Linked DNA regions of Mus musculus: region 2 is linked to region 1. Evidence: chromatin contacts called from public HiChIP or PLAC-seq data. All regions are on one chromosome and are shown on one strand. The core of a region is the stretch at or near the end of the contact, and the rest is flanking DNA. Distances in the headings are between cores, read along the strand shown. Region 1 overlaps Rbm5 (RNA binding motif protein 5). Region 2 holds the start of Qars (glutaminyl-tRNA synthetase).

Evidence for each region. HiChIP or PLAC-seq counts read pairs in DNA pulled down with a chosen protein or histone mark.
Region 2: an H3K4me3 HiChIP or PLAC-seq map of bone marrow-derived macrophages shows a contact between it and region 1, with 4 times the contacts expected there. The contact joins the promoter of Qars here to the enhancer-like site in region 1. A contact is called at or near these places in 11 of 39 promoter capture datasets (the 3T3-L1 cell line, the C10 cell line, cranial neural crest and 8 more), 1 of 15 datasets of contacts at CTCF or cohesin (large pre-B cells), 6 of 115 datasets of contacts at active chromatin or transcription factors (astrocytes, bone marrow-derived macrophages, cardiomyocytes and 3 more) and 3 of 9 other capture datasets (adipose tissue, embryonic stem cells and liver).

Annotation. Positions count from the first base shown.
Region 1 is chr9:107,742,370-107,746,403 of GRCm38.p6, reverse strand. Rbm5 (RNA binding motif protein 5) reads left to right here. Exons shown (of 25, transcript NM_148930.3): 18 at 224-385; 19 at 1,168-1,317; 20 at 1,398-1,469; 21 at 2,042-2,221; 22 at 2,493-2,567; 23 at 3,706-3,803; 24 at 3,883-4,012. Among named protein-coding and RNA genes, the nearest start is that of Gm34605, 14 kb to the right of the region's middle. Within about 2 kb of position 2,128, at least 8 of the 459 cell types and tissues checked have an H3K27ac peak or open chromatin away from gene starts, as enhancers often do. A contact at or near this core is called in bone marrow-derived macrophages and microglia, where this site is marked.
Region 2 is chr9:108,505,890-108,509,548 of GRCm38.p6, reverse strand. Qars (glutaminyl-tRNA synthetase) reads right to left here and starts at 1,544. Exons shown (of 24, transcript NM_133794.2): 1 at 1,350-1,544; 2 at 1,019-1,166; 3 at 563-672; 4 at 325-400; 5 at 44-108. The coding sequence starts at 1,466.

The DNA.
Region 1 (4,034 bases), core at 879-3,378:
CTATATAGTCTAAACTGAATTTACATTTGCAGTCCTCCTACCTAAGGCACCTGAGTGCTGGGATTACAGACATGCATTACTATTGACATAATAATATTTAAAATAACAGGACTTAAGGTATAGCAGTGGTAGAACAATTGCTTATATAGCATATATATAATCCAATCCCCACTACCACAAAATCTTTATCAGCAATCACTGCATATTTTTTTCTTTTTTGTAGTACTACTATAACTCCTTAACACAGCAGTACTTGTACTGGGATGGCGAGAAGGAGACCTACGTGCCAGCTGCAGAGGCTAGCTCGAACCAGCAGACTGGCCTGCCTTCCACAAAAGAGGGAAAGGAGAAGAAAGAAAAGCCCAAGAGCAAAACTGCTCAGCAGGTATGACCTGTCCAAGGGCACCATGGTCCTTAGAGAATTAAAGCGACTTACTTCTTCGTTTTGGGCTTATTACACTTAAAGTCAGCTATATTTGGATTCTTAAAAACTGGGCTACTGGTCCTGTTGGTACAGGCCTACAATGAAGCAACCTAAGATGCTAAGGCAGAAGGCTCACAAGTTTAGAGCCAGTATGGGTTTCTTTTCTTTTCTCTCCTTTTTTCTTTCCTTTCTTCCTTCCTTCCATTTATTTTCTCCCACTAGCATCTTAGTAAAACCCTGTCTCAAAGTAAGTAAACCGCTGGTAATACAGCTCAGTGGTAGAGTAAAGTGCTTTTTGCACAAGCATGATATAGTCCTCACAACCCAAATTTAAAAATCCAGGCACAGGGAGATCGTTCAGCTGCACACAGTGCTCTTGTAGAAAAACGGAGTTTGAATCCCGGCGTTGATGTTGGGCATCTTCTATCTGAACCTCTGGCTCTAGGGAATGTGACACAATTTCCTGGTCTCTGCAAGCACTGCACTTGTACACACAGATGCGTACACATTTACGTAATTTAACATAGTATATAAATCTTTATGTGTTTGTCTACTTGTGTGTGGAATAGAGGTCAGAGACAATTTAAAGGGATCAGTTCTCTCCTCCTGTACCATGGGTTCCAGGAACCAAACACAGATTACCACTGAGCTGTCCTGTGAGTCCAACATAAGATTCCTGTTGGCTTATTGTTAGATTACAGAGAAGTAAGTGCTTTTTGATGGTGTTTGTTGTTTGATACTAGATTGCCAAAGACATGGAACGCTGGGCCAAGAGTTTAAATAAGCAGAAAGAAAATTTTAAAAACAGCTTTCAACCTGTCAATTCATTGAGAGAAGAAGAAAGGAGAGAATCTGCCGCAGCAGATGCTGGCTTTGCTCTTTTTGAGAAGAAGGTAATGTTAACAGGAGTAGCCACACTTTGTAATGGCTGTCTGTGTAACAATTGAGGCTTATGTCTTGTTCTGTTTTCCAGGGAGCCTTAGCTGAAAGGCAGCAACTCCTCCCTGAATTGGTGCGCAATGGAGATGAAGAAAACCCCCTTAAAGTAAGGAAGGGCACCGCCTATGTGTCACCCAGCTGTGCAGTTTATGTCCCGCTTTGAATCTGCTGCATCTTGGCTAATGCAATTCCCTCTTAAAATGGGATGCTTTTCTCTGTCAGTGGGTATTTGGAACAGCTTTGGCATATAGAATCCACATTGTGGGCTTTGTTTTCTGTGCCTGAGATCAGGTGAGATGGACCGATGAATGAAGCCTGAATCCCTAAGCTAAGTAAATTGGCTTTCAAGGCATTTGTAAATAGGATTTTTAATGGTCTGGAAAGAAAATTAGGACAAAGCGAAAACTTACTTTCCTTGATAGATAGATACTGGGCTAGCTGAGCCATTGCTCTGATTTGTTGTGTTTGGAGTTTTTATGCACGGTCAGTGGTTTGAAAACAGTTGTCTAAAAAAACCATTTCTTGGGCTCCGTGGGGTTGGTTCTAGAAGGCTGTTCCATTCAGTTGATGAAGTGTTGTTTACTACTAAAAGACAATGCAGAGCAATGGAGATTCCCTCAAATTTTGACGCTGTTTTATCTGTGGAATTTCCAATGAGCATTGTCATTTTTTCCCCAGAGAGGTCTGGTTGCTGCTTACAGTGGTGACAGTGACAATGAGGAGGAGCTGGTAGAGAGACTTGAGAGTGAGGAAGAGAAACTAGCTGACTGGAAGAAGATGGCCTGCCTGCTGTGCCGACGTCAGTTCCCAAACAGAGATGCCCTGGTCAGGCACCAGCAGCTCTCCGACTTACACAAGGTGGCCTTGCTTCTCAAAGCTTATTGGGGAAGGGAGGGAATTTAATGTGAGTGGTGACTCTGGTGAAGGTTCAGTAAATAACCTTCTGTCGCATCGGTGCCCAGTGCTGTAGGAGGTCAGAGAGTCATTGTGTCTTCATACACCCCAGGATTTGGTTTGGATGCTATGGTGTATTGATTTGGCCAGAATATAAAACAAAACACTAATGTTATGACTTTTCATATTAAAGTAGTCTGAATTCTAAGTGTGTCTGTAAACTCTTTTTTAATAGCAAAATATGGACATCTACCGAAGATCCAGGCTGAGCGAGCAGGAGTTGGAAGCCTTGGAGCTGAGGGAGAGAGAGGTGAATACATGGATACTGTGTTTGGATGAGAATCCTGACATACCTGCCTTTAATACTTTGTTTTGTTTAGATGGAGTCTTGCTATGTTCACAGGTTGGCCCTGACCCCCTGGGCTCACGTCTTCCAAGTGGCTGCCACTCTAGGCCTGTACTGCCACACCAGGCTTTTATTTTGCTTTTGTGTTTAGCATTTAATTCTAAGTTCCTAAGCAAAATTGAAGGGTATATCAAAAGCACTTGTTGTCCAGCCATTGTACCTCTGTAAACTGGCCTGGCCTGCAGGTGGAATGGCCTGTATCTGCTGAGCCCCACAGTGGCTTTTAGTCAGGAAAAAATGTTTCCTTGTTTGTCCTGATAATATAAGCTTCCCTGAGTAATAATGAGGCACTGAATTCAGGAAAGCACTAATGATTTCCTAGTCGTGTAGAAGTGAGGAGTGGCCTGCAAATGATAAACAGGGCTGAGAACTAAGGTTTACTAGTCTGTCGTGCCTGTGGGGTTAGTGGTTGATGAGACAGGGCCAGACAGAATAGTAAGCACATATAGAGGCCTATACATTACAAATAATTTTTTAAAAAATGTTTGTTTATGTGTATGAGTATACTGTAGCTGTCTTCAGATGCACCAGAAGAGGGCATCGGATCCCATTACAGATGGTTGTGAGCCACCATGTGGTTGCTGGGATTTGAACTCAGGACCTCTGGAAGAGAGCAGTCAGTGCTCTCAACTGCTGAGACATTTCTCCAGCCCACATTAAAAGTACTTTAGACGTTTCTTGCCCCAGGATCAATGTGAGGTGTGTGTACTCAGAACTTTTGCTTTCCCCATGGATTATAATGCCAGCTCTCCGGGGTTTTCTGGGTGAGTCTCAGGAAGCGTCTTTAACACTTCTCTGTTTCTGGAATTAGACCCGTCCAAATGCTACCTGGGGATGGCCAGTTCTGGCCTCCTCATCTTTAGGACAGTACCAAGCAATGAGACCAAAAGTGGTAAAAGAAACAAAGGGATTTGGTTTTGAAGTCTAAATAGTCAGGCTCCAAGTTAAAAGGTACTACTGCAGGTTAACATCTGCATGTTTAAGACTATTGAAAGTTGAAATGAGGATACTCCTACCTTATTTTTGTTGTTTTCTATATTAGATGAAATACAGAGACCGAGCAGCAGAAAGACGAGAGAAATACGGAATTCCAGAGCCCCCAGAGCCCAAGCGCAAGAAGCAGTTTGATGCTGGCACTGTGTATGTGATGTGCACCATTTTCCAGTTCATTAGCTAGGGCTCTGGCTGTTTTAAGTAACTGTGTGTTTGCCACTGGCAGGAATTACGAGCAGCCCACCAAAGATGGCATTGACCACAGTAACATTGGCAACAAGATGCTGCAGGCTATGGGTTGGCGGGAAGGCTCAGGCTTAGGAAGAAAGTGTCAAGGCATCACAGCTCCCATTGAGGTAAGTATAGACTCTGACATTC
Region 2 (3,659 bases), core at 295-2,794, 760 kb before region 1:
CGTTCCCTTTATCTCCGGAGCATCTTCTTAGGGAGGTGCCCACCTGCATATCCACCTCGTTCTTGATCATTTTGCCGTCTGCCCATCTGAGCGCAGCCCGAGCCTCTCCTAAGAGGATAAACATAAGAAGCTGCAAGGAGGAAAAGGGAGGATTTCTTCCCCTCCTCAAAGAAGGCCCAGCTGACTCAGGACCAGGACCCTGTCAGAACACTAGCACCCTGTCCCTGCTCACACTCCCATCGCCCTTCCCATGAATGCCCAAAATGAAAGGAACAATCAGAATGATGCACTTCCAAGTAACTCCCTGCCCCAGATCCAACTCACCCATTAGCAGCCCCATGTTGAAACGGTACCGTTCCGCTAGGAGCTGCAACTGATGCTTATTTATGGTGGACTCCACCTGCAGAAAGCCAAGCCATATGGTTCATGAACACCTCTTCAGAAGCAGTCAGGAGACCAACAGCCACTCTCACTGTGGGTCTGTGGAGAAAAGCTACACCACTCCTTTGCAGGGGCAGAAGAACTAGGAGGAGATATCTGATGCCTGGAGGAGAGGACTTACAGCTTCCTCAATCTGCTCCGGTGTCACCACCACACCGACGCCACACTCCTGCTCGAAGTCCTTGGTATCAATGGGATCCTGGGGATGACTCCGAACATATTCAAGAGCAGCTGAAAACGGAGGGGCAATTAACTAGACAAGTCAGCTCCAAGAAGTGGGTAGATAGGGCCTTAGTACAGTGAAGAGGTAACTATTTCGGTTACTTAGATGCCTAAGAGGTTAGGCCCTGGCACCACTGAAGAGAAGCACTGAGACCAGAGAAAAGAGAAGCCATGTGTTCTGAAGCAGGCTTCTCATTGTGGTAACTCTGCAATCCACACCAGAGGTCTCTACCTCCATGCCTCAGTGCCTGTCCAGAACCTGCTGTCCAAAAAGCAACACTTGACAGAAAAAGCAAACTCGAGTCTTTGCTAAAGAAGAGATTGAAGGTGGACTAGTAAAACAGACGGGACTCACCGCTCAGCTGGAGTCCCGTGTGAATCTTCTTATTGGCTATATAGCTCACAAGGAAAGAACGACGCCGAGTATCCCTGAGTCGGGAGACCAAGTCATATAGGAGGACCCCAGTAGCCTTGTCGATGGTAGAACCCAGAATCTGGTGTGCCTGGAGTCAGGGGGCCGGGGGAAAAAAGATCCATTCCCAGTGAGTTAGGATGAATCACTTTAAAGTGTCTTCCTCTTCCCACAAGGCAAGAGCAGGACACCCGGAGCAAATCAAGATCTGGACCCAGTCCCACGTTGCTCTGGAGCACAGCAAGCAGCTAAGGCCAGGGAACAGGGCTCGCACCTGGGTCGCCGCCTCGCGCAGCTGAGTGCTCAGAGCCTCGTTCTTGAGCGTCTCGCGGGCCTTGTTCTCGCTAAGGCCAAGGCCGGTGAACAGCGCTAGCGAATCTGGAGTAGCCATAGCAGGCACACCGGAAACCAAAAGAAACTTTGGGCCTCATCTGAACAGCGACCTTTGCTCATTGACCAATAGGAGTACGAAGCCTTGAAGAGAACCAATGGTGGCCTTCCTCGGTGAAAGGGGCGGGGCCAGCCAGGTAGTCAACGCCATTTATGAGTCAGAGAGCGAGCGGACTGGCTTTTCCAGGCAGTTAGCTTCCGCCTTCCCGGTTCTAGGCAGTTGACAGGGTTGGGTCCGTGCGACTTTAAAAAAATTGCCATGGGCGTGGAAAGGGAAAGTGTTTAGCAACAAAGCTGCAGGTAGACTCAGGCGTGGCCTCTCCCCCCTCAGCCCAAGGAACCCGACACTATCCTCTTGTCGGAGAGCAAAAGTTCCGGCCGCGTTTTTCAACGTCACAGCTTTGGGGTTGTCATGGCAACATAAATGAATTCCCTGAATTTCCTGGTCCACATCACTGCAGAAAATATATAGAATGACCTACCTAGGGACCACATAAACCTGGTACTTTTTAAGTGCGTACTGGGACACAGCAAGGAGAAGCGAAAGAAAGGCCAGAAGGGACTTCATAGGAAGGTCTATGATTTCTTTAAAATCTTATGCAAACAAGGTGCATCAACATGCCACAGGAAGCACTGATTGGACCAACTGGGTACCCAAGACAAACCTGTTGAGGTTTCTTGGGCGAGTAAGAGGCAGGTGTTCTGGAGTGGGAGAGACTTGGTATACTCCTTTAATTCCAGAGACAGAAACAGGGGAATTCTCTGCAAGTTCAAGGCCATCTGGGTCACATAGTGAGACTATGTCTCGAAAAATAAGAAAACAAAAAGATGCATTGTTCACATATATGAAATTGTCAAGGAGTAGATAAAAAATATCCTGGGAGCTTGGAGAGATGGCTCAGCATTTAAGAAGAGCACTCCGGCAGGGCGGTGATGGCTCACTCCTTTAATCCCAGCACTCAGGAGGCAGAGGCCTGAGTTCGAGGCCAGCCTGGACTAAAAAGTGAGTTCCAGGACAGCCAGGGCTATACAGAGAAACCGTGTCTCAAAAAAACAAAGAAGAGCACTCGTAGGCGGATCTCTGAGTTTCAGGTCAGCCTGGTCTACAGAGTGAGTTCCAGGACAGCCAGGACTACACAGAGAAACCCTGTCTTGTAACAACCAAAATAAATAAATAAAGAAGAAGAAGAGCACTGCCTATTCTTCCAGAGAACCTGGGTTCAATTCCTAGCACCCACAAAGTGGTTAAAATATATGTATTGTCTGTTGCAGGGGATCCAGTGCCCTCCTCAGGTCTCCACAAACAGGGTTCTAGGTCCTTAGATCACACATAGTGGCAGGAGAGAACTGACTCAGAATATTGCACACACACACAGTTTTATATTTCTAAATTGAATTAATAGCACTTTGTGGTCTTGGAAAACATCAGGGTTTAGTTCCCAGCATCCACATGATGGCTCTCAACAAACTCTAACTCCAGTTCCAGGAGATCTAATGCCCTCTTTTGGCCCCCTGTGGCACCATACATGTGATTGATACTCATATAAATACAAATACCCATACAATAAGATAATATGGCATGCGTGTTGGCATAGGCCTTTAATCCCTGTGCTCAGGCTAAGGTAGTCAACCTCTGTGAGTTCATGGGCAGCCTGCTCCCCCTAATAAGAACTGTAAAGTCTAGTGCCACTCTTAGCCATTTCAGAGCTGCCAAATATCACACACACAGGCAAACAACCCACAAGCAAATCCCTCCATGGGACTTCTAAGGTAGGGACAGTGTGAAACAGAGGGTAATCCTGATAATAGCTGTAGTGCGCCGGGCAGTGGTGGCACACAACTTTAATCCCAGCGCTTGAGAGGCAGAGGCAGGTGGATCTCTGTGAGTTTGAGGCCAGCCAGGGCTACACAGAGAAATCCTGTCTCAAAAAATAAAAAATAAAAATAGGGCCGGGCATGGTGGCGCTCGCCTTTAATCGCAAACTTGGGAGGCGAGGGCAGGCTGATTTCTTAGTTCAAGGCCAGCCTGATCTACAAAGTGAGTTCCAGGACAGCCAGGGCTACACAGAGAAACCCTGTCTCAAAAAAAAAAAAAAATTTAAAAAGTAAATAAAAATAAAATAGCTGCAGTGTGCTGGGTGTAGTGACACACCCCTTTAATCCCAGCACTCGGGAGGCAGAGGCAGGTGGATTT